2 separate regions of the Sus scrofa genome follow, and region 2 is linked to region 1. The links are chromatin contacts, called in public HiChIP or PLAC-seq maps. All regions are on one chromosome and are shown on one strand. The core of a region is the stretch at or near the end of the contact, and the rest is flanking DNA. Distances in the headings are between cores, read along the strand shown. Region 1 holds the start of SCUBE1 (signal peptide, CUB and EGF-like domain-containing protein 1). Region 2 overlaps SCUBE1 (signal peptide, CUB and EGF-like domain-containing protein 1).

Region 1 (5,296 bases), core at 2,022-4,521:
ACAGTTCCGTTAAGCAGAGCCACCACTCCCATGAAAAAGGTGAGAAAACGGCCGCCTAGGGACACAGTGGGGAGAAGGCTCTCTCTGGCTTGCCCTGCAAGCATTGCTCGAACCCTCCTCCACACTCGTTATCCTAGAACCCGGAGCCAGAAGGGGCCTCAGAAGAATTAAAATCCATCCCCTTGGGAGTTCCCGTCGTGGCTCAGTGGAAATGAATCTGATTAGGATCCATGAGGACACAGGTTTGATCCCTGGTTGGGGATCCAGCGTTGCTGTGAGCTGTGGTGTAGGCCGGCGGCTGTAGCTCCGATTGGACCCCTAGCCTGGGAACCTCCATATGCCGTGGGTGAGGCCCTAAAAAAAAAGACAGACAGAAGGGCCCAGATGGGAGCATGAAGAACTCCCAGTGGCCACTCAGAGGGCAGTCACCCAGGGGCAGCCTGGGAAAGCCCTAGAATATTCTCTCTTCATGCCTCCGACCTCCCTAGCCTGTGTGGCCCTCAAAAATCTCCACTCTGAATCACTCCCTCAGCTGACACTGGGTCCTAAATCTGCTTCGGCGGGGTGGGGGGGGGGCTCTCTAAGAGAACCACTCCCCCGTCCAAGGCCTCCTCCTTGCCCTTGTCCCCAAGGCTCCAGCCTGCCCCCAAAGGAAAAGAGGCATCAAAAGAAACACAGGAAGTTCCTGTGCGGTGCAGAGGGTTAAGGACCTGGCATTGCTACAGCTGTGGAGTGGGGTTTGATCCCTGACATGGAGTTCCCTGGTGGCTAGTGGTTAAGGGCTTGGCATTGTCACTGAGTAGGCTCAGGCTACTGTTGTGGCTAGGGTTTGATCCTCAGCCCAGGAATTTCTGCATATGCCGTGGGTGGGGCCAAAAAAAAGAGAGAAACACAACAGAATCACCTCCGGGGCGTGTGCACACACACACACACACAGAGAACAGGTGGCATACCTTCTCAGGGTGGCTGTATCTGCCCGGTCAGCAACCCATCCTTTGCAGCTGCCCAGAGAAAGATGGAGCAGCAGCCAGGAGGTAGTCATTACAGGAGACCATAGCCAGCCGTCAGATGGCCAGGGCCCAGCAGTACACTCCCTTCTGAAGAAGTGACCACAGAGGGACCCCCCTCAGAGGGGTGGCACAGTCTCAAGGGCAGGAAGCCAGAGACCAGAGGGGACCAGTCTGCATCTGCCAGGGGAGAGGACTGGGGCCACCTCTGAGACAGGACCAGCAGGGGCAATGGGCTCCAGATACAGCCCTGCAATTGCCCAAGGGGCTGTACAGCACAGGAATGGGCAGGGGGGAATGCCCAGGGCTCTTCGCCCTTGCACCCCTAATCTCCCACCTAGGTGGTATCTTCATGGGATGGAAATGGATGGATGTTAGCCAAGGGGAGGGGCACCTCCTGACACACCTTTTAAACATGCCTTTAGGTGGGGGCTGGGGAGAGGGAGAGACACACAGGCCATAGGTTCCTGCAGGTTCTCTGGCCCCAGTCCTGGCCTGGGCTGGGGACTCCCTCAGCAGGGCACCCCCGCCCAGCCCTCCCATCACAGGTGCTTGACATTAGTTGTTTCACAGCATAAGGCTTCCACGGGGTGAAGATGCGGAAGGGAAGTGCAGACAGACACACAGGAGAGAGGGAGGGAGAGGGAGAGAGAGGGAGGAGGCGACAGGCACACACAGGAACAATCAAACGGGGGTGAAGGACCTCAAAGCCCAGGAGAGACACGTGGGGCATGGCAGTAGGGTTCAGTTTTCCTGGGGAGCCACAGGAAAAACAGCTCATCTCCCACTGTGGCACAGTTTAAATGGCCCAGCATCCTCACTCAGGGCGTGACTTACAGGAACAGACTGCCTGCCGCCAAACCCAGACCTCTGGGAGCCCCGCGCAGCCCCAGGGGAGCTCAGAGACGCCAGGCAGGGCGCAGCAGCATCTCTCCCACCAAGAAGAGGACGGGAGGAAGCTTCTCCGGGGGACAGAGAAGAGACTGTGTCTTCAGCTTTTTTTGTGGGACAGCCCCTTCCAGACGACCAAGAGAACAGGAGGGGAAGGGGCGGGTCCCCAGGTCCCTGTGAAATCCATGGGGCGCCCGCCTCTTCTCGCCGAACCCCAAGTGTGCAGGTTTCGGACGCTGGGTGCCTGCTCCCTCCTTCAGTGTCCCCCGCCTCCCTCTCCTGGGCCCCCTCCCCATGTCCCCTGTTTGGTCTCCCTCACTCTGGTTCCCACCCATCGCCTTTGGTCTGTGTCTGTCCATCCCTACACAGCTTCCCAGCCACCTCCATCCTTCTCTTCCCCCTCTGCCTCCCTCCCTCCTCCCTCCCGGAGTCCTCCGTCTCGTTCTCTGGGGTCCCTCTAACGGCACCTCTCCTCTGCTCTTCCCAGCCCTTAGTCCTGTTCGCACGTCCCCCTCTTTCGATCTTTCTCCGTCCTGCTGCTCGTCTGCCTCCTCCTCACTCCGCCGGGTCTCCTCCTTTCTCTCCTGGCCTTTCTCATCTCTACTCTTCCAGTCTTTCTCTTTTTTTCCCTGTGTCCTTTTGTGTGCCTCCTTTTCTGTCCGTCTGTCTCTCCATCTATCACCTCCCTCTTCTCTTTCTCTCGGGGTCTGTCCTTTCTCCTTCGCCCACCGCCTCCGGGTCTCCCCTCTGGGCCTCCTTCCGCCCGCGCTCCCATCTCTCCTGGGGGAGCGCCCGTCAGGCTGCAGGGTCCCCACTCCCTCTCGCCCTCGGGCGGTGCGCGGCGGAGGTGGGGGGGTTGCCCGCGGCCGGCCGTCGCGCTTTCTCTCTTCCTCCCTCCCTCACATTCCCCCTCCCCCGGGGCCACAGCCCACTCCGCCCCCGCTGCGGCCCCGCCGGGCTCCCGGAGCGCGGGGCTGCCGGGGCTGCGGGGAGGGGGCGCCCGGCGCCGGCCCCAGAAGTTACTTTGCAAAGAGGCGGGGCGGGCCGCGGGGCCGTGCGGGCTGCGGCCCTCTCGACGGCACGGAGCTGGGGGCCCACACGGGACCCCGCCGCCGCTGCCGCCGCCTCGCGCCCGCCGCCCACCGGGTGGGGGCTTACCTGGGAGCCCGCTGCCCCCCGCCAGCCGCCCGGGCGCGCCCAGGGCGAGCAGCACACACAAGTGCCAACGCACGGCCGCCGCGCCCATGCTCGCTGCGGGCCGGGCCGGGCCGGGCGGGGCGTGCGGGCGTGCGGGGTGCGAGGACCCCACCGACCGGCCGCTCGCCGAGCGCTCCTAGCTGCTGGCTCCACCGCCACCGCTTGGGCTCCCAGCCTCCGAGCCGGCGCGGCTGACGAGCTGACAGCCACACGCTCATTGGCTCGTTGCCGCCGAGGGCGGGGCTCCCCGCGCGACCAGCCAATGGACGCGGGCCGCCAGCCTGCGGGGGGAGGGGCAGGCGCGGGCGTCCGGGGGCGCCCCCTCCCCTCCGGGTGGGCGGCAGGTGGGGGGTAGGAGCCGGCTCGCGCTGCCCGGGGGCCCGGGGGGTGGGGGTGCACGGTCTAGGCCAGGCTGGAGCTGGTTCTGAGGCTGCCCCCTCCCCCTGTCCCTGGCTCCCCCCTCCCCAGCCCCCGTCGTCGAAGGTGGTCGCCCCTTTGGGGGCAGTACCCACCCAGCCACCAGCTCGCGTGTGTGTGCGCGCGCGCGCGCATACACCGACCCCCACCCACACACACACACACTCTCTCAAGGGAGACGAAGGGGGCCTGCCAACCGCCCCTCAGAGGTCAAGAAAGGCCTGTGACATCCATTCGCAGTGAAAGACACGCAAAATGCTCAAAGCAGAAATTTCTGCTCATCCATTCGGTAAATGTTTATTGAGCACCTACTGTGTGCCAAGCAAGCGCTGGCAATGCAGCTGTGAAGAAGCCAGACAGGAAAAAAATCTGAAGCTCGTTTGAAAATTTATGTTCCAAACAAATGAACTTTTTACCACTCCCCAAGGGCCAATGGCCTGTAAATGTGTTTAGGGCCTCCCGGGATTCAGATCTGGAAGGGGCCCCCACAAAGCTCCAAGTCCCCTCAGTCGCTCTCGGTCATCCCGGCCCATCTCGGACTGACCTGTCATCCAGCAAAATTTGATGCCCCCCAGAATGCGAGCCCTGGGCCTCCCCAGTGCCAGACACTGAGGGGTGGTGGGCTGGGGGTGGGGGTAAGGTCATTGCACTGAAGAATTGCTCTGGCCTGTCCTGGAGTCTACACCTGACTTCTTTGGGGCCTGGACCTGAGACCCCCACTTGGGAGGCGAAGCTGGAAATAAATGGCCCTTCTCAGCCCCAGGCAGGACGCTTTAAGGGAAGAAAAGTTCAGCAAACCCCAAAGCCCATCTCCTTGACAACCACCAATAAGAGCTCCTTTTTTCTTCTCCTGCTCTCCAGGCCTGACTCAAAGACAAGACTTTCCTCTTTTTGTCCACTCTGCTTGCACCAGTCCACGCCCAACTCGCCTCTCCACACCAGCTCCCCTCCCCGCCCCCCCAACACACACACACTCACGTACACCCTCCAACACACACCCTCAGGCACACATGCACTCACACATGCTCATACATACAAATCCTCATAGACACACACCCTCGCACACTTCCAACACACAGCCTCTCACACACAGATGTGTGACCACACACACACACACACAGACACACACTCACACAACCTTCAGCAGGCAGTCTTTGCAGTCCTGGAAAGTTAAACCTGTGCCCAGGCTCCCTTGCTCCCAATCTGACTTCATATCACAAACGGCTTGTGGCACTGGCCTGGTGGCCGAGGCAAGGGGTCCCCTCCACAGGGGGAACCAGAGAGGGCCAGCCTTACCCCCCCCAATCACTCTAGACATTTCCTTCTGTGTGGTTGCTCCTGGCTGGTGGCTTAATTTGGGAGACCTCATTATCAGCCTTTATTTTGCCTTCCTCCCAGTTGTGTGGCTTTGGGTTTCCAGGGGAGAAACTCCCTCAGAACCACATATTGTACTTTAGGTAATAGGGCAAGAAGGATGAGTTGAGAACTAGGTCCTTTCAGTTCTAACCAACTGGAAACGATGCTTTTTTTTTTTTTTTTTTTTTTTTTTGGTCTTTTTTTAGGGCCGCACCCGCAGCATATGGAGGTTCCCAGGCTAGGGGTCGAATTAGATCTGTAGCTGCCAGCCTATACCACAGCCACAGCCAGACCAGATGCAAGCCACGTCTGCGAACTCTGCCACAGCTCTCGGCAACACTGGAGCCCCAATGCACGGATCAAGGTCAGGGATCGAATCCTCGTCCTCATGGATACTAGTCAGATTCATTTCGGCTGCGCTATGATGG
Region 2 (5,296 bases), core at 1,270-3,769, 50 kb before region 1:
CAGCTAAAGAGGCATCTCTGCTTTTCCCAGGTCCCACCCTCTTGGGCCTGGGGTGAGGGGTGTGTGCAAGCCTTGTTGGAACCCTCTGTGCAGTCTGCCCAGGCTCAGAGGCCAGCCCACCAGAGCGTGGGTTCTGCCGTGCCACGGGCTGCAACCTTGGGCAAGTGTCCCAACCTCTCCATGCCTCGGTTTCTTAATCTGTAAAATCAGGTTCCTGTAAGGATGCAAGATGCTAGTGCTTATCCCAGGGCCTGGCCCGCAGTGAACCCGCAGGATGGGAGCTCTCACCCTCACCGTTAGCATTTCATGCATAAGAAGCCAAGCTTTCCTGTTCCTGGATCCCACCTCAGATTTTGGCTGGAGCCAGTGCTACCTTGGATGCCAAATCTTGAGCTCTGTGAAAACACGGCTCTGAGTGCCACAAGGAATGCTGGCGGTGGGAGGGCGAGGCCGTCTCCCACCCACATTTTTACGTGCACTTAAACAGACTCAGAAGGACATCAAAGAGACCGTTAAAGGCGCGCATGTAAACCCAACGTCCTGCTGGGAGAATGCCAGTCCGGCATCCGCTCTGCACGGGCCTCCGCCTTGCAGGGACACAGATGCTCAGGGCCCTGTGGCCTGTTCCAGAGCATCCAACGCGGGAGGGGAGGCAGCATGGCAGGCTTCGGTGTGCGGTGAAACGTACACGCCTCTGGGCTCCATCACCTGGCCCAGCGCCTGGACGGGCTGCGGCGTCCACTGGTCCATGCTGAGCAGGAGCTGGCCTGCACGAGCCGAGGACGGGGAGCACCAGCCCCTCCCCCACCCCACATCAGCACAGGGGGGACAGAGTCCCTGCCCACGGGGAGCCAAGCTGCAGGGACGCAGGCAGCAGGGGGAAAACTGCCTTCTGCAGGGGGGTGGGGGACAAAGGCAGCCTTCTGAGCCCAGAGGAGGCAAAGCCTGACAGCCTTCCATGGGCCGGCTCACTGCGGGCTGAGCGGGGCCCTGATCCGTACACGGGGTCGGGTGGGGCGCCCAGAGCCTGGGGAGCAGCAGGAGCAGACAGAGGCCTGATGTCCTCCTCAAGTCTCGGTTCCCTACGGCCGGTGCCCAGCAGGGGCCCGGCACACCGCTCAAACCTCCCCTGTGAGCGGGGGGCCTGAGCTCTGCAGCCCTAGGTGGGACTCGTGGTGGGTGCTGGCGAGCTGCGACTGGGTGACGGCTGAGGGTGAGGCTAGGTGTCTGCATGCCATGTGCTGCCCTGAGCACGGATAAGCCCGGGTGCCAGGGCCATCAGCTCACCGCTTGGAAGAGCATTCGTTCCCCGAGGAGGCCTGACTGCCGATCGCCTGAGCATCCTCAGCGGAAGCTCAGGCTCCGGGCAGCCCCCGCGCACAGCAGCAGAGCCTTGCCCTGAATGCTCCAGGCCCTGACTCTGCTGACGGCTCTGGAAATAGGCCCGGGTATATGTGTGTGTGGGGGGGGGGCTGCCCTCTCGGGCCTCCTTCCTCACCTCTGATAAGTCACAATCCTAAGACGCCGCATTTATTGAAATCATCTTTCCACCTCTATGAAGCAGGTACTGCGATGACCCCCAGTCTACAACAGGCCAGAGATGTGACTTGCTCAAGGTTGCTCAAGGTCGCACAGATGATGAGCTGGGGGGCTGGCGTTCCAGGCAAGGCTGCCAGGCCCCAGAACCTGTGCTCTTAATGGTGGCAGGTGTCTGTGCCAAAGGGCCCTCGGGGCTGGGCTTTGACACATACAGCCCCCCAAGCCCCCTTGCCAGTCGGTCCCGCATCTCTCCACCGTGGAGACAACACATTGCCTCTCACGCGGGTGCCTTCCAGCACCGCCAGAGACGGGACCACAGTGGGCATCAGGCGAGGCCTGAGAGCGGGCAGCCTCCTGCGTGGGCGAGGGGCTCAAACATCTCAAACCCACGGCTGTGGGCAGCTGCGGTGGCCCAGGATCAGCGCCAGTGAGAACGGCAATCCTTCACCAGGCCCTCCTGGAGACGGCTCTCACTGCGTCTCTGCTGTGCAGATGGGAACATTAGAGGCCCTGGAAGGCCCAGTGCCCTCCCTCCAGGGCGCCCTCCTCAGCTCCTCAAGAGAAGGTAACTGCTAGCATCCTCGTTAGCATCGGACCCCTGTCTAGGCGGAAAGCTTGGCAGGACCGTGTCTGCTTTTACTGACACTGGGATCCCAGGGACCAGCCGGGCGCCTGGCACACGAATGAATGAACTAGTGACCTAATCACACAGCTCGTCAGACCTTTCAGAGCGCCTTCCCGCTAAATCAGCTTCGCTCAGACTGACGGGAAGAAGTCCTCTCGGGAAGGAGAGGGGAAAGTTCATCCAGGAGTCAACACCTTCTTGGAGCGTGGACGCGACGTACATTTAAGAGAAAAGAGCAGGCCTAGGAGAGGGAGAGAGCCGGAGGTGCCAGCTGCCTGGTGGCCTGTCCACACCGGGACTGGGAGGCCCTGGGCGGCCGGCCATGATGGGGCAGCAGAGGCTGGCACTGGCCTGGCCCAGCTGTCCCCCGGCCGTGGGGCGGAAGAGGGACTTAGAGCTTGCTGGGCCAGAGGCTGAACGAGGGGGTGAGTGTGGGCTGTGCTGCTGCCAGAAGTGCTGAGTGGAGAGAGCCGGGCCACAGATCTCAGCGGCTCTGGGTCCCCTCCCACCCAAGCTGGGAACCAGGGAACAGCCTGTGTCCCCAAATCCAGCATGCGTTCTAAAGGCCTGAGGAAGCTGCCTATGTGAGCGGCCACCCCTAGGGCAGGCAATGAACTTGACCCCTTCAAAGCATTTCCCCTACTGGAGCCCTCGCTTGTCTGGGAGGGATTACTGGTCTCGGTTTATAGACAAGGAGACCCAGAGAGGTAGGAGTAATGGCAGAGGCCACGTGACCAGTGCAGACGGAGAACAGCCGAGAACCTAAAACTCCCAACCCCCACCTGGCCAGATCCACACGCCTCAGGCCAGGGTCTGTGCTGGCGCCTATGAGGTGCAGCCACTCAGAAGGGCTGAGTCCGTGGCCTTGTCTCTTGGCCAGGAGCCTGGACTGGCCCTGGCTGACCCTGCTCGTGCGTCGTGTCCCCTCTAATCAAACCGGCCTCCTTGCTTTCCCCGGCTCAGGGGAGGCTCCAGAGGGCTGCGAGCCATTAGGAACCTAGAGTCAGGTGACATAGGAATCTGACTGGGTCAGAGGTCACTTGGGGGCAGAACAAGCTGGTCTCAGCTCGCTGGACACGTTCTGATTTTGAGCTCTAACAACCAGCACTGCAGTTAACACACGGTCAAGGCGGCAACTGCCACGACAACCCACGGAGCCTCGGGAAGGAGCAGCCCGTCCGGTGGCCCAGGCCCATGCCCCCACAGGCACAGAGGACCGGGGGTCCAGGTCCCATGCACTTGTCCTGTCCTGTCCTCCTCAGTCCCTCCACGCAGCCTTCGGGGACCCCGGAAATGCCTCCCTTGTCCTTAGGCAGGTAGCCAAGAAGTTTTCTAGTTCTCAGATTGATTCACTACCTGGATTTCAACATTGGGAGATTGACGCAAAAATCCTAACGAGAGCAGGGACTTCTTTAACCAACAGCTGGTTGACATAGATTGGGGCTGAGTCCCCCAAATCTGTATTCTGGTTGAATCTAGATTCCTGGCCCCTGGAGAGTCTGAGTCTCCCCTGATATCCCCCGCCCTGCCCTCTGGCATCACTCCCCCACCACTGCCTCACCAGCTCCGCTCGGCCGCTGATGCCTGAAATCCCAGCTCCGGCCACGTCCCACCAGCCTCACGGTGGCCCCTGGCATGCACTCCTCGTGCCAGCTTGCTGTGCTCTGCCACCCCGCCCTTGTTCAGTTTCACAGGAGCCTGGTCCCTTCCCCGCGGGCCTTGACACAAACCCTGCCTGCACCCCCACCCCAGACCCCTCCCGCAGCCCCTCCCGCTCGTCGATCTGTTCTAGCTCGTGTGCAGCTTCCTCAGAGAGGCCGTCAGCACCTGTCTGTTTCTGCTCCTCTGCCTGATTTCTTTCCTTACCAGCCTCATCGCGTCCCACCTGGTGACCAGAGCTGGCATCCTGACTGCCTGGAACCTATGGTATGACCTCGGGCAGGTCTCCCAACTTGACTGGGCTTAAGCACCTTCACCAGTCACAGGGTCACGATAACCCAGCTCGGCAGGCTGCTGTGAGGGCCCAGCTTGGAGGAAGCGTGGAGCCCACAGCAGCCGCAGTCGCTGCCCCCACGTCATCGTGTCCCCCAACCCCACTGCTCTGCTCTGGAACGTCCTTGGCACAGCGAATCCTTACAGGCAGAGCAGCCCCGGTTGCAAACAGAACCCAGCCGCCACCTGGCGTCGTGCTGTCCCCTCCTGTTCATCTGCCTTCCAACCAGGCCACGGCCTTCCCGAGCGCCCACCCTGCTCGTGGGAAAGCTGGTCTACAGGAGCAGAGCGCACACAGCCTCGGGCCCTTCCCGCTTGCTCCGAGCCTCGTCTCCCTGCAAACCCCTCTCCTTGATGAAAGCACGACTCCCTTCCCACCACCACTCGCCCTCTCTTCCTCACAAGTGTGCTTTTTATAAAACTCGATTTGGGCCCAGGGCCCTCGTCCGGGGCAGCAGGACCCCACAGCCCCACAGCCACGAGACCTCCTAAGGTGCCTCGTCAGCCCGGACAGTGCGCCTGGAGCAGCGCCCAGGGACCGTGGCGCTCGGCCTTTCTGTCCTCCTGGGGACACGGCAGGGCTGAGAATTATCGGGCTGCCCTGTCCTTGAGGAAGCTGCCTAAACAAACACTAAGACTTCCAAGGAGCCAGGAAAGCCGTTCTGCCTAATTACCCCGGGTTTTGTATTTCTTAAGTGTGTCTTTCTTTTCTATCTCAGCAACTGTTTTCAAATAAAAATCATGACCAGGGCCCCCGGTCTCCCCCAGAGCTTAGTGTTAGTGTGTGGGGTCCCATCCTCCCAAGACCCTGCTGGCTCCACACCATGGTCCCCCTTTGCAGATGAGGAAGCTGAGGTTCGGAGCAGCAGAGCTGCTTGAGGGAAGCGCTCCCCGCTAGGGAGGGCAGAGCTGGGGCCTGGCACCTGCCCCACCTCACTGCCACAGAAAACACCAGAAACACCAACAGCCCTGCTGCAGGGGGTGGAGGGAGGAGCTGGGAGGAGTTCCGTGCAGAACCAACACTGGAAGCACAAAACCACCATTCAGGCCACCCCTACGTTCTCTGCCTCGACCCTGAGGCCCCCAAAATTAGGGTGCGGAGAGGGGCTGTCCGGGGCCTCGGGCTTCCCGGGGGTGGGG

The links. HiChIP or PLAC-seq counts read pairs in DNA pulled down with a chosen protein or histone mark.
Region 2: a contact with region 1 is called in an H3K27ac HiChIP or PLAC-seq map of skeletal muscle. The contact joins the enhancer-like site here to the promoter of SCUBE1 in region 1. A contact is called at or near these places in 2 of 5 promoter capture datasets (liver and skeletal muscle), 9 of 47 Hi-C or Micro-C datasets (epiblast stem cells, fetal skeletal muscle, heart right ventricle and 5 more) and 1 of 2 datasets of contacts at active chromatin or transcription factors (skeletal muscle).

The regions. Positions count from the first base shown.
Region 1 is chr5:5,559,454-5,564,749 of Sscrofa11.1, reverse strand. SCUBE1 (signal peptide, CUB and EGF-like domain-containing protein 1) reads right to left here and starts at 3,271. Exons shown (of 24, transcript XM_003125983.6): 1 at 3,057-3,271. The coding sequence starts at 3,144.
Region 2 is chr5:5,608,649-5,613,944 of Sscrofa11.1, reverse strand. The region is part of intron 4 of SCUBE1 (signal peptide, CUB and EGF-like domain-containing protein 1); the gene reads right to left. Among named protein-coding and RNA genes, the nearest start is that of SCUBE1, 50 kb to the right of the region's middle. Within about 2 kb of position 2,519, at least 8 of the 83 cell types and tissues checked have an H3K27ac peak or open chromatin away from gene starts, as enhancers often do. A contact at or near this core is called in skeletal muscle, where this site is marked.